Regions from separate parts of the Sus scrofa genome. Here region 1 is linked to region 2. A link is a contact called in public Hi-C data. All regions are on one chromosome and are shown on one strand. The core of a region is the stretch at or near the end of the contact, and the rest is flanking DNA. Distances in the headings are between cores, read along the strand shown.

Region 1 (2,711 bases), core at 55-2,554, 75 kb before region 2:
AAAAAGTGACAAAGGCTTAAAATTTAGCCAACTAGAAATCTAGAACTAGAAGGTAAAATAACTAGTATTAAGTTAGTTGTTATGGTTTTGGTAGTTCCATTTCTGGATGAGATGGAGTAAACACTCCACCCTGTTTACTCCATCTGTTTCCCGTTGAATGCAGGGAACACTTGTGCAAAAGGCATGGTGCAGCTACCTGGTGACTTTGGTAAGCAAATAGTAGCTGACAGATTGAAGAAGTCTAGAATGCAAAGTACCACTGATATGGCAGTGTTTACTCCTCCGCTCCCACTTTTAAAAAAAACCTTCTAGTATTTCCTGGCCTGGTCTTAATGCAGTCTGAAACTCAGAGGTTATCATCAATAGGAACAGAGAGCTCCAGGAGGAGCCCTTTATTTTTATATTTTTTAAATAGCTATACCCATGGCATATGGAAGTTCCTGGGCCTGGGATTGAATCCAAGCCACAGCTGCGACCTACACTGCAGCTATGGCAACACCAGATCCTTTAACCCACTGTACTGGGCCAAGGAACTCCCAGGAGAAGCCCTTTAGATTAGACTTGAAGAATAGGAAAAGGATCTCCTGGTAGTAACAGTAGCAGAGGTGACAGCAGTCTAAAATTTTGAGGGAGGAGAATGTAGAAGAATCTTCCCCTCCATTCAGAGAAGCTGTGAGGGGTGAGATCAATCTCTAGGTTGATTTTTTTCTCTCCTGAGTTTCTTCCTTGGCATAGGACACAGGTATGTGAGGGTATGTGATAGAGAGGGGTAAGTGAAGCTCCAGCTCTCTGGACAGAGGGCTGGAAAAGGGAACTCTAGGTACCCAGAAAGTAAAGGGTAGATCATGGAAAGAAAGAAGTTTGGGAAAGCGACTTCATAAGCTTGTTTTGTTTTGTTTTTCTTTTTAGGGCCACACCCATGGCATAGGGAAGTTCCCAGACTAGGGGTCAAATTGGAGCTACAGCTGCCAGCCTACACCACAGCCACAGCAACTTGGGATCCGAGCCATGTCTGCAAACTACACCACAGCACGTGGCAACACAGGATCCTTAACCCACTGAGCAAGGCCAGGGATTGAACCTGTAGCCTCATGGATACTAGTCAGGTTCATAACCCACTGAGCCACAAAGGAACTCCCTTTATAAATCTTTTATAAATTCTTAGGCTTATTCCCAAACTGTTCATGCATGGTTCTGGTTCTGAACCTTGTATCAAAACTTTGAGAAAAGAACTAAGAGACCATCATCCATGTCCCAGACTGGCCACTGGGTGGCACACATACAGGACATAGCTGAACAGCACTGCAAAGACTGAAAATCTGTCTAACATTGCAACTACAACCTTAGAAGGGTGAATGGAACTTGCAGCCTGAACACAACCAAGTAGATTGTCTACTAAGATAAAAGTATTAACGTTCTCTATAGGATTTATACAAGAAACTCATCATATTCAAAATATCCAGGATATAGTAAACATTACTTGGCATATGAGAAAATCAGGAAAAGCTCAGCTTGTCTGGGAAAAGGCAGTTAAAGAATACCAATATCAAGATGGCAGAGATGGTGGAAATATCTGGCTTTAAAGCAGTGACCAAAAGTAAGGTGAACACTCTGGAGATAAATGGAAAGATAGAAATCTTGGCAAAGAAATACAAGACATAAAGAATCAAATGTTAATTTTAGAACTGAAAAATACAATAATTAAAATAAAAAGACTTCCTAGGTGGGCACAACGGCAGAATGAGGATGATAGGAAAAATTAGTGCACTTGAAGATTGATGAATCAAAATTATTCAATTTGAGTAACAAAGAGAAGACGTGAACAGAGCCTGAGGGATGCGGTGCAATATCAGAATGTCTAATACCATCATGTCATTGGATACCCAGAAGGAGAAGAGAAATTATGGTGCAGAAAAAATATATAAAGAAATAATGACTGAAAACTCCCCAAATTTGGCATAAAACACAAAACTTACAGAATAGGAAGTTCAGCAAACCCCAAATAAACACTCACAGAAGAATTCCATGCCAAAAAACAGCAAAGTCAAATTGCTGAGAACTAAAGACAGCAACAATAAAATCTTGAAAATAGTCAGGGAAAAAGCAGTTCACTATAGGGGAGCAGCAACTCAAATGACTATAGATTTCTCATCAGAAACTATGGAGGTAAAAAGGAAGTGAAATAATATTTTTTAACTGCTGAAAGAAAAGATTTTTCAATTTATAATTCTACATTCAGCCCACATATTTTTTAGTATTGAAGGTAATATAAGGACATTCCAAGATACAGGGAAACTAAGAGAATACATTGCTGTCAATCCTGTTCTAAAAGAATTGCTAAAGTAGATTTTTTCACACAAAAGGGAAATGATAACCAGAAAAAAACTTGTAAATATCTGGGTAAATGTAATAGATTATTCTTTTCCTCTTGAGTTCTTTAAAGTATGTTTGAATGTTAAAAAATACAGATTGGAGTTCCTGTTGTGGCGCAGTGAAAACGAATTCCACTAGTATCTGTGAGGATGCGGGTTTGATCCCTGGCGTTGCTCAGTGGGTCATGGATCTGGCATTTCCATGAGCTGTGGTGTAGGTCTCAGATGCAGCTTGGATCTGGCATTGCTGTGGCTGTGACATAGGCTGGTAGCTGTAGCTCCAATTCAACCTCTAGCCTGGAAATGTCCATATACCTTGGGTGTGGCCCTAAAAAAAAA
Region 2 (2,700 bases), core at 163-2,662:
AGTAAAGAGGAGTTCCCGTGGTGGCTCAGTGGTAATGAACACGACTAGTATTCATGAGGACGTGGGTTCGATTGCTGGCTGCTTAGTGGGTGAAGAGTCTGGCATTGCTGTGAGTTGTGGTGTAGGTCACAGACACAGCTTGTATGCCACGTTGCTGTGGCTGTGTCATAGGCCAGCAGCTATAGCTCTGATTTGACCCATAGCCTGGGAACTTTCATAGGCCTCAAGTGAGGCCCTAAAAAGCAAAAAAAATAAAAAGAAAAAAATAAAAAGAAAGGTGATTTTGATAAAAGTTTTTCTTGACTCACTATACCCAAAATATTGTCATTTTAATATGTAATAAATATAAAATTATTAAGATATTTTACATTATATTATTATTAATAATAATAATTTTTTTTTTTTTGCTTTTTAGGGCAACACTCGCGGCATATGGAGTTTCCCAGGCTAGGGGTCACATCAGAACTACAGCTGCCAACCTATGCCACAGCCACAGGAACATGGGATTCAAGCTATGTCTGTGACCTACACCATAGCTCATGGCAATGCCAGATCCTTAACCCACTGAGCGAGGCCAGGGATCGAACCCGCAACCTCATGGTTCCTAGTTGGATTCATTTCCGCTGAGCCATGATGGGAACTCCCACATTAATTTTTTCGTACTAAACCTCTGAAATCTGGTGTGTATCCTTGCAACACATCTCAATTCAGATTAGCCTCTTTTCAAATGTTCAAAATTCATGTGTGGCTATCAGTTTCTGTCTGGGCAGCATCTGTGCTATGAGTCCGGGTCTTTGTTTTTTTTGTTTATTTGTTTTTTGGCCATGCCCGAAGCTGTGGAAGTACCTGGGCCAGGGATCAAACCCTCACCTTAGCAGTGACCTGAGCCACAGCAGTGACAACTTAGGCCCAGCTAGGCCACCAGGGAACTCCCAGAATCTGGGTCTTACCCTAGCGTTTGGACTAGCCCCTTCCTCTCTCTTGTCTCAGTGTAAAAACAAGGACCACTGGCTCTGGAACACTCTGTTCAAGGTTCCTCTTTGAAACTTTAGCATGGGGAGCTCTGCTTCCTTTGGGGATGGACCAATCACGATGGCTCTTGATCCCATCAACAGAGATGCTCAGAACCTCTTAGAAGCAGCTAGCAGTGGGGCTGCCATGTCCGTGAGGGTGGTGACCAACATCGCAGCCAACCTGATTGCCTTCCTGGCTGTGCTAGCCTTCATCAATGCTGCCCTCTCCTGGCTGGGAGACATGGTGGATGTCCAGGGGCTCAGCTTCCAGGTACAGTTCCGTCTGCCCACTTGGCCTGCTTGGTGGCTGATGGTGGGTGGACACCTGCAGAGCCCCTGCCAAGTCCAGTCCCAGCAGCTCTTCTTGTCTTGTGCCTCAGCTCATCTGCTCCTACGTCTTGCGGCCTGTGGCCTTCTTGATGGGTGTGGCCTGGGAGGACTGCCCAGTGGTGGCTGAGCTGCTGGGGATGAAGCTGTTTCTGAACGAGTTTGTGGCATATCAGGAGCTCTCCGGGTACAAGCAGCGCCGCCTCGCAGGGGCTGAGGAGTGGGTCGGCTCCAGGAAGCAGTGGATCTCTGTGAGTGTCCCCGTCCCCTCCCTGTGGCAGGGTGTGATATAGCTGCTCCCTTGGGCCCAGCTGAAACACACTGAGGTGGCACTCCACCTCCCACATCCCACAGCCCTGGGCAACAAGACAGCCTTAGGCTTTGCTGCCATTTTTCTCAAGGCCTCTTAGGAGATTGAGATGCAAGAAAGGGCCCTGTTGGAGGTGTCTGAGCGCCAACTATAGACCGGCACCATCCCGTGTGGCCTTGAGCCAGCCTCTCCACCTTGTCTCTTCTGTTGGAAAAACTGGTGTGGTACCTGCCACGCTCACCCCAAAAGAACAGATGTGAGCATCCAATGAGCTAAGAGAGTGGTACAGGGAGACCTCACCACCACATTCCCTGGCAATATATTGGATTCAGTTCAGGAGTTGGTTGGTTCTGTTAAGACTTATTAAAGGAGTTCCCATTAACTGCTAACTGGGCTCAGCAGTTAACGAACCCAACTAGTATCCACTAGGACGAAGGGTTCGATCCCTGACCTTGTTCAGTGGGTTAAGAATCTGGCATTGCCAGGTCTGTGTAGGTTGCAGACGCAGCTTGGATCACTCATTGCTGTGGCTCTGGTATAGGCCAGCAGTGACAGCTCTGATTTGACCCCTAGCCTGGGAACTTCCATATGCTACAGGTGCAGCCCTGAAAAAGCAAAAAAAAAAAAAAAAAAAAAAGACTTGAAAAAAAACTACTCCAAAAACTTTCTAAAATACAATTCTCTAAAAAAAACCCACAGCTGTATATAACATGATTGAGAAAGAAAAAAATTACCATCTCATCATTCCCAAATAGCAGCTATTATAATCTATAAGTAATTGTAATTCCAATGAATATAAAGATAATATAATTCCATTATTTGGCTATTATACACAACGCTGAAATGAATAGCTTTTTGCCTAGAACTTTTCCCTCCTCTCGGATCATTTCCTCGGGAGCTTTCCCAGATGTGGGATGACTGAGTCACATGGCGTGAGTTCTCATGCGGTTGCTGCCAGTAACTTTCCCAAAGGGTTATAGCAACTGAACCCACCCCAGCTGCGCCTGTGAGCCCTGATTTCACCACTCACTGAGCAGAACTGAGTAGCCT

The links. Hi-C and Micro-C count contacts between places; a contact is called where the count stands out from the background.
Region 1: a contact with region 2 is called in a Hi-C map of alveolar macrophages, with 2.3 times the contacts expected there. The contact joins two enhancer-like sites. A contact is called at or near these places in 1 of 5 promoter capture datasets (liver), 17 of 47 Hi-C or Micro-C datasets (alveolar macrophages, embryonic fibroblasts, fetal heart ventricle and 9 more) and 2 of 2 datasets of contacts at active chromatin or transcription factors (alveolar macrophages and skeletal muscle).

What each region holds. Positions count from the first base shown.
Region 1 is chr7:52,687,209-52,689,919 of Sscrofa11.1, reverse strand. All of the region lies in intron 5 of ALPK3 (alpha-protein kinase 3), which reads left to right. Among named protein-coding and RNA genes, the nearest start is that of ALPK3, 30 kb to the left of the region's middle. Within about 2 kb of position 1,304, at least 2 of the 83 cell types and tissues checked have an H3K27ac peak or open chromatin away from gene starts, as enhancers often do. A contact at or near this core is called in alveolar macrophages, where this site is marked.
Region 2 is chr7:52,611,908-52,614,607 of Sscrofa11.1, reverse strand. SLC28A1 (solute carrier family 28 member 1) reads left to right here. Exons shown (of 18, transcript NM_214112.1): 13 at 1,116-1,284; 14 at 1,394-1,591. Among named protein-coding and RNA genes, the nearest start is that of SLC28A1, 40 kb to the left of the region's middle. Within about 2 kb of position 1,412, at least 4 of the 83 cell types and tissues checked have an H3K27ac peak or open chromatin away from gene starts, as enhancers often do. A contact at or near this core is called in alveolar macrophages, where this site is marked.